2 separate regions of the Gossypium arboreum genome follow, and region 1 is linked to region 2. The links are chromatin contacts, called in public Hi-C maps. All regions are on one chromosome and are shown on one strand. Each heading gives the region's core, a stretch centred on a gene start, on an enhancer-like site or on the middle of the called end of the contact. The rest is flanking DNA. Distances are from core to core; before and after follow the strand shown.

What was found. Hi-C and Micro-C count contacts between places; a contact is called where the count stands out from the background.
Region 1: a Hi-C map of leaf shows a contact between it and region 2, with 2.4 times the contacts expected there. The contact joins the promoter of LOC108458653 here to the promoter of LOC108457716 in region 2. A contact is called at or near these places in 3 of 5 Hi-C or Micro-C datasets (all in leaf).

The regions. Positions count from the first base shown.
Region 1 is chr4:111,182,268-111,186,411 of ASM2569848v2, forward strand. LOC108458653 (protein NODULATION SIGNALING PATHWAY 2-like) reads left to right here and starts at 2,531. Exons shown (of 1, transcript XM_017758058.2): 1 at 2,531-4,144. The coding sequence starts at 2,602. LOC108460308 (importin subunit beta-1) reads left to right here. Exons shown (of 3, transcript XM_017759756.2): 2 at 1-638; 3 at 728-1,262. The coding sequence ends at 926.
Region 2 is chr4:110,973,878-110,978,448 of ASM2569848v2, forward strand. LOC108457716 (ammonium transporter 2-like) reads right to left here and starts at 1,908. Exons shown (of 4, transcript XM_053026482.1): 1 at 927-1,908; 2 at 560-845; 3 at 291-398. The coding sequence starts at 1,571.

The DNA.
Region 1 (4,144 bases), core at 1,281-3,780, 210 kb after region 2:
AGCACAGATGAAACCAAAACAATCATACTTCAGGCGGCTGATCAGATCATGCTTCTGTTCCTCAAGGTGTTTGGCTGCCGTAGCTCTACTGTTCACGAGGAAGCAATGCTTGCAATAGGTGCTCTTGCCTATGCCACTGGATCTCAGTTTGAGAAGTACATGCCTGAGTTCTATAAGTATCTTGAGATGGGACTGCAGAATTTTGAGGAATACCAGGTTTGTGGAATCACAGTTGGGGTTGTTGGTGATATCTGCCGTGCCTTGGATGACAAGGTCTTACCTTATTGTGATGGCATCATGGGTCTTCTTTTAAAGGATCTTGCTAGTTCAGAACTTCACCGGTCTGTAAAGCCTCCCATATTCTCTTGCTTTGGGGACATTGCTCTTGCAATAGGAGAGCACTTTGAGAAGTATGTCCCGTATGCTTTGCCCATGATGCAGGGAGCAGCTGAAATATGTGCCAAGATGGAAACAGCTGATGAGGAGATGGTGGATTATGGCAACCAGCTCCGACGAAGTATTTTTGAAGCTTATTCGGGTATCCTCCAAGGTTTTAAGACCGTGAAGCCTGATGTGATGTTGCCCTATGCCCAACATCTTTTGAAGTTTATAGAATTGGTCTCTAGAGACAATCAAAGGTAGTTCTATATTCTTTATTTCCTCTTTGGTGCACTGATGCTTAGCCTTTGGGATCATCTGTAGTTAAAATATGTTTCCATGTTTGCAGGGATGAAAGTGTGACAAAAGCTGCGGTTGCTGTTATGGGTGATCTTGCAGATGCTCTTGGATCCAACATAAAGCTTTTGCTTAAAGACTGCTTGTTTTACGATGAATTTCTATGTGAATGTCTCCGATCTGATGATGAGCAGCTGAAGGAGACTGCAGGTTGGACCCAGGGTATGATTCAACGCGTCATGGTTTTATGAGCTTGAAATTTAGGGCTGAAGGTAAAAGTTGATATCTTGGTCTGTCCTTTTTGCTTGCTATAAAGCTGCTGTCCATCTAGTTCTGGTAAAGGTTTTTCGTAAGGGTCGGGAACCGAAAGTGGTTTACTACATGTAGCTGTGCATTTATTATTTGCAGATTCGGGTTTTGAATTTATCAGGGTTTTCTTAATCCTCATGTGATTGGGTAGAGAAAGTTTAAGTGCTGGCATTGTTCGAGGCCTTTATGTGAAGGTGGTCCAAAAAAAACTTGTGAAACAGTTTTTTTTTTTTTAATTATCTAAATGCATCCTCTAAATCGGTTGTTTGTCGAGTTAATTTCTCTCCCTGATTGCATTGGTTTAATTTCTCATTGAATTGAACAAACTGGATTTTCGTGTGGTTCTGTAAAAAGGATGTATACATACATGAATGATCATCCTAAATAATAATAATTTAGAGCTTGCATGTATGTACAATGCAACTAATTATAACTATTGAAACATGCATCACTGTAAGTCTAGCAAATCATTTTCCTAATTGAAACAACAAATTTTTAACTTTTTCAAAATTTTTAAATTCAATTCTAAATCAGTCTGATAGTATTTTTCATTAAAATGTAGATGATAATAATTTAAATTTAAAAAAAAAAAAATCTTTTTCCGGAATTTATGGCAGATATGATTGCTTTATACGATCACTGTGCTTAACGACAAATACAATGTATCACAACAATATTTAAATACGTAAGGATGAAGTTACCTACAACTCTCTGCTAACTTTTCTCTTTGAATGATATTATTACATTTACTCATTTTAATAGATTTCCAAATAATTTGGATTTTTTTTCTCTTTTTTATTAATTAAACATTTTAATATTGGGGGCGTGGTGTGTCCAGGAAAATGTAAACTAAAGCCACTAATGGTGTGCAAGTGCAACCATAATTATCTCTTGCATAACATAATTAATTAAGCTAAATTATTCATATATGTTGTTTTTTTTAATAGGTCAAATATGTCGTTATTTTTTTAAGACTTAGAGAAGTAGATTGATTTTAAATAAAGTTTTAAAACACATTTAATAAGATAAATTTTTACTAATATATTAAGGAAAATATGTTTAATTAGACACGTCTTTTTTAAAAATTTCAAAAGACACTTTCAGCTGAGTGTGTTTTAATACTCTCTCTTCAAACTTAATCTATTTCCTTAAATCTTAAAAAAAAAAAAAAACCTATTTAACCAGTATATATATATCCACAATTTATCCATAAAAAAGAACACTTGACCACTGATCCAACTTTCTTAAGTAATTTAGCTTAAAGCGACCTGGTCAGTGGTAAGCTAATTTGATCTGCTTCATCTTCTTTATATTATAATATTATACGATGATGATCACAAGGAAATTGATTATCCAGTGGTTATCTTCCTGATTTAGCGAAACCAATTTACCATGAAAAGGAATGTAAAATTCACCCACTAACTCTCCTCATTAGAAAATACATAAAATATGGATTAAATAAAATTTTCCAAGAAATAGCACCTCTAAAAACCTGCCAAGCAAGGAAGAAGACCCAACAGGGAACCTTGATGGAATAATATATCTTTTAAAGATTTGATTGCAAATTCTTTTCTTTAATCCTGATATTATTTTATTCATTTGCCAAATTGTTCCTACATGTTTATCTCCTACTTTATATATACATATGCCAAAATTCAAAGCAAAACAAATTTTGCTCTTAACATCACAAAGATGATGCAATCACAAGACTTTACCCCTTCATGGCCATTGGTGAATTCAACTATAGATCAATTAGAACCCTATGGTTTTAATATGGCTGTCCATTTTGATGCTGCTTCTTCATTCCATACCAGTGTGGATTCCTTCTTCTCCAATGAAATTTTACCATTTTCACCCTATGATTTTGATGACGATCTGCTTCGGGTCACAGTACCATGGGAGGATATTTCAGCACCCTTGGCAGGGCTTGATTCTATGTTGACTGATGGGGTTGAAGAAAGTTTTCCTTTGTCCTCTCAAAGGCAAGATGTATGGAGTCCTTGTTCATCTATAAGATCCAGCGAGGCCTCGACCGATACGATGCAATCGCCACTTACTATGCCAGTCCTAGGAGAAGAAGCCATGGCAATTGATAATCAGTTGCCCTTATTTCATCTGCTCAAGGCTCATGGAGACGCTACAGAGAAGAACCAGACAGACCTTGCAGAGGTAATCTTAAGGTGTGTGAGTGAGAAAGGTAATCCAGTTGGTGAAACTTTGGAACGGATTGCATTCAATTTATCACAAGATATTCAAAACCAAAACAATTATTATCTAATGCAAGAGTCTAGCAAGAACTTTGAGGTTGCCTTCAGGACTTTCTACCAGATATTCCCATATGGAAGGTTGGCTCATTTTGCTGCTACCTCGGCAATCCTCGAAGCCATACCCAACGATGCAGAGCAGCTACACATCGTTGATTTTGACCTTGGAGTCGGGATCCAATGGCCTTCATTGATTGAGGCCATAGCAGGACATTGGCAACATAAGACATTGAGACTGACTTCAATAAAATTGGGAAATGATCACTCTCCATGGAGATTTCAACACACAAGAAGGCTACTTTGTGACCATGCTAGGTCCTTTGGCCTAAACTTTAAAGTTGAAGAAATCGGAATACATGATTTGGTGAATGAGTTCATGGCAATAAAGAAACAAGGTGGTGGTACTAAAGAATGGTTGGCATTCAATTGCATGGTGGGACTCCCACACATGGGCAAAAACAAGAGCAGGAAGCTTGTAAATGAGTTCCTAGGCATAGCTAAACAATTATTGACAAGTTGTGGTGACAATACAAGAACAACAAAAAGGGGAATTATAACGCTTGGTGAAGGAGATGCTTGTGAGAAACTTAAAGATGGTACGGGCTCAAGTTTTGGGGCATATTTTAATGCGCAATTGATGCACTACCAAGCTACTATGGAATCAATGGAATCCAACATGGCAAAGCACCTGGTCCAAGCAAGACTGGCAATGGAGTGTTTGTTTGTAGGGCCTAATATCTGTGCACAAGCTTGGTTCCAAAAATGGAAGGAGATGAATGAAACATGCTATTTCCAGGCAGGGACGACATTGGAAGGATTGAAGGTAAGCAGAGGTAGAGTAATGGAAGCTAAAGAAATGGTGAAAGAAAGGGAAAATTCTTATGAGGTGAGTATTG
Region 2 (4,571 bases), core at 658-3,157:
GCAACTGTGAACCGTGGGGGTGGGGGAGGGGGTCTTAAATTCAATGACTCCAGTCATATCCCACATAGCTGCTCTTTAAATAAAGAACCTACCGAATCATAAATTTCTAGACCTTCTAACTAGTAGGGGTGGTTTCAAATTAATATCTGATTAAATGTGGAAAAGTGATGAGAATATTCAAACAAAGGCAACAGAAGTCAAGCCTTAGAATGGGAGACACACACACTTAAACCAAAAGCAAATGAAACAAAAAAAATTTAGAAAGGGAGTTTGTAACTTAATTAGGTCACCTACCTGTTGTAGCCAACTGCATTTTTTGTGAAGGATCATCATAGACACCCATGGTATACTGCCCGAAAGCAATCCCATTACTATTGCAGCCCAAGGTTGCACCAAGCCTGCAACAAATTAACAAACACTTTGAATGTGTACAAAGGACTAAATTCTTGAAATTAAAGTAGAGAGAGAAAAATTCAAAAGTTCAAAAAGTATAGGGACTGGAAACAAATTAAACTTTTTTTTCTCAAATTCCTGGTACTATAGAGAATTACGATCGAACCTGCTCCTGGAGTGATGCAAACTAGTCCCGTCATCATTCCCTGAACAGCTCCGATAACGGAAGGCTTCCCAAAGAACACAACATCGAGAGATGTCCACACAAGGAGACTGGTTGCTGCACAAACGTTTGTGTTGAGTACCGCTATCGAAGAGTCAATATTTGCAGCATATGGGGCTCCTCCATTGAACCCTGACCATCCCATCCACAGCAACCCTGCACCTGCAAGCATCAGTAAAACATTGTTTGGGGGAAACCTCTCTCTGTCGCTCTTTAGCCTTGGTCCAACCTGTTTGATTTATGTTACCAAATTGTAAGAATTTTATACACGAAATTTGATGATACGAACGAATAGTTTGATTTATGTTACCCAGTATGCGGCTGTGAGACCGGCGATCCCAGAAGAGAGGTGAATAACATATCCACCGGAGTAATCGATGACACCCCAGTGATAAAGAAAGCCTCCACCCCAGAGACTAAAAGCTCCAACAGTGTATGAAAATATAAGCCATAGAGGCACAAAAGCCATCCAGGCCTTAATATTCATGCGGCCGAGGACTGAACCAGCTAGCAAGATAAGGGTAATAGCAGCGAAAGTGAATTGGAAATATACAAGAGAAGCCATGGGAAAAAAGGGCACCGTGGTCTCATAGCGGTCGGTGGTGACCCTGTGCCTACTCTCAGGGACCCTGGCTCGGATAACGAGGTACTTTTGGCCTAGAGCGGGTGCACCCTTGCCCCAGAAAGGGAGAAGTTCATCACCGAAGGCCATGCGGTAGCATACAAGGACCCAGCAAATAAGGACAGCAGCGAAGGCGTAAAGAGCCATGAAGGCAGAGTTGACGGCCCATTTCTTCTTGACGATGCTAGCATAGAGGATTACAAGTCCAGGCATGCTCTGAATCCCCACCAGAGTGGAAGCTGTCATTTGCCATGCATTGTCTCCTTTGTTTAGCCATTGGGGCACTGCTGGGGCTCTCTCATTTACCGTGTAGGCTATCTGATTGGCATCCATGGCTAAACGTAGCTTGTGCTGCGCCGGGTTGACTCGGACGCATACACACCTTGGCAATATCTTTTCTATTTGTAACCGCTCTTAAGTCTTCTTTATATGTTAGGTTGGGTAGAAAAAAGTGAGATGCGTTGTAAGGAACCTTCTTTTTCCTTATTTTACTAAGGATAAAATAAACTTTAGTCAACCTTTTTTCATTTTGACGTGTGAATGGTGATTTGATATTATGCTACATTATCCTATAGTGCTATATCATTTTTCTTAAAAAAAAAAAAAATCAAAATCTAAGCAAAAATTATCAAATTTTAAAATTAATGTAACCCACAAAGTTAAAAATAAGAGACTAGATGTCATTGTGTATATCCTTTTCAATAAATACTTCTAGGTTGTTTTGGTAAGTTGTGAAAGTTTGGTATATATTCTGGATGAAGTTAGACTTTGTGCAAATGGAAAAGATTGATTTAGGAGAAAGGTCTCCGCCTTTAGACCCACATGTGTTGGCCCTAGCGAACTTGCTAGGCTTGATCAGTCAACGCATTTGCCATGTGATATTATAAATAAAATATGGAAAAATATGACAGTTTCATAGGTAGATTTTGCAACAACATTTTTTATGTACATAATTTATGGGTTCTTTTTTCCTTTTATATAATACATATGTCTATAGACCCTCTTAACTTTTAAATAAAATAATAAATATATTTTCATTATAATTAAATTTATGTTTTTTTATATTGACAATCGAACTAAAATTTAATCAATAATTTTATCTTTTAAACTTTAAAATATACTACTATAATCATAGGTGGATTTGGTGGATATTTTAGCTTTTCAATTTGAAAATTTAGTGATATTAATAAATAAGGTGGATTGATGGAAGCTTCACCGTTGTATCTTTAGGGTGTTTTCTAAGAAAAGGAAAGAAATCAATTTTAAAAAGTTATAAAATATTAATTAAATTATTTTAAAATTTCTATTAAAATTATTAACAGATGGTTGATGTGATTGTTAAATCACCGTTTATCATATATATTAGTTACGGTAGTTTCCATGCTGCTTTTAGAAAAACGTTTTGAGTGATTGTTTTATCTTCTAACTTTAAATTATATTTCGGAACCTCCTTAAGTTCAATTTAGTGTTCTTAGAGAAAATAGGTTAGGTTTGATTCATTAAAAGATAAAAAATAAAAAACACTCAAAACATTTTCTTAAAGCCACGTGGAAATTACGAGGCTAATATATGTTATATATGAAAATAATGATTTAACCACTACATTAATATTTAACTTTAATGAAAATTTTGAATAGTTCAATAATCGTTTTGTAAGTTTTAAAGTTGAGTGATGAAATTGTAAAATTTTAAATAGTTTAATGACTATTTTGTAACTTTTGAAATTGAGTAACCAAAGTGTAAACTTACGTATAGTTCAAAAATATTGGGTGTAGTTTATCTTAAATAAATAATATTTAAATGGGCATACAATACTATTAGTCATTAAACTATGTGTAAGTTTTAGTTTTGGTTGCTTAACTAAAAAAGTTACAATTTGGTCACTAAACTATTTGAAAGTTTTCATTTAAGTCATTAAGCTATTCAAAAGTTTTATTTAAGTCATTGGTCTGTTGAGTTTATTATTATTATTTTTTAAGTTCTACCAGTGAGCTCCAAGTGATGATTTGATGATTGGTACAGTGGATCAAGATCCATCAACGAATAAAAGAACATAATTTAGATCCTGGTCGATTTGATGGTCAATGTCGGATATAGGAGAAAAAAGCTATTTAAATTTTGGTTCACAGATTCTAAGTTGTTTCATGAAAAAAAAAATTAAATCGTAAAAGAGAAGGAGAAAGAGAGTTTTCGATTAGTATAAGTAGTGTGAACAGAGAAAGTCATATAACATTAATTTTAATAATCCAATGACTTAAAATAAAACTTTTGAGTAGTTCAATGACCAAATTGTAATTTTTTTAGTTAAGTGACTAAAGTAAACTTTACTCATAATTTAATGGCTAATGGTGTGATTTACCCGATTTAAATTTGATAAAGCAAGTAGCTTTCTCATATCATCTTTGCCTCTCTGGAGTTCGGAGAAGAGCATATGCACAGGGCTGAAGACTATAAGCAGTTTCGGAGATGCCGTGACAGAACTGCTTTGTGACGCCCTTCCAAATAGAATTTATGTATTGTTATTCAATAGAAATTACCCTAATGTTTCGATTGATAGAAACAAGTATTCTTAATGCTGTTTTCAGCAATATTGACTGAAAATGAAAGCAACTTAACTCATCAAATCAAACGATTTTAAAAATCACTACGTAACTTCAAATACATTTAATTCTAATTTCATCTTAAAAAAAAAAAAAGTTTATATGAATCTATTCATTTTGAACTGAAAAAAAAAAACTTAAATTCAAGATGTAAATAACTTGAAATAATGACTCCAAATATTTGATTAGTAAGCTCAAATAATTCCAACTCAAAGGATCAAAAATTAAAGCAATTAAACTTACAACTTATATTGACTTGATTGAAAATTAATTCCATCAATTCAAATTGCACGTAACTTGTAATATTAGGGGTTAAATTATTTTTTGGGTTTAGATTTTTTTTTTTAAGTTAAGTTTTGAACTTGACAATTGTTCTTTTTTATTGTCTAAGTTAAACCTTGAACTTGACAATTATTTTCACATTGAGACTTGAACTTTTTTTTTTATCTATGTTAATATTTGAAAACCCAAAAGTTAATGCTCCAATGTAGGAATAATTGTCACGTTCAAAAATCTTAATATGAGAACGATTGCTAAGTTTAATGTCTAACTTGGACAAAAGAAAAGTTCAAGCCCAAATATGAAAATAGTTACCTAGTTCAAGTCTCAATTTAAGAATAATTGCTAAGTTCAAATTCTAAAATGAAAAAAATTATTAAATTCAAACCTCAAATATCAATTTAGAATAAAAATGGAATTGTTGGAGGGAAAGGTGAACTCAGTTGTCATGATC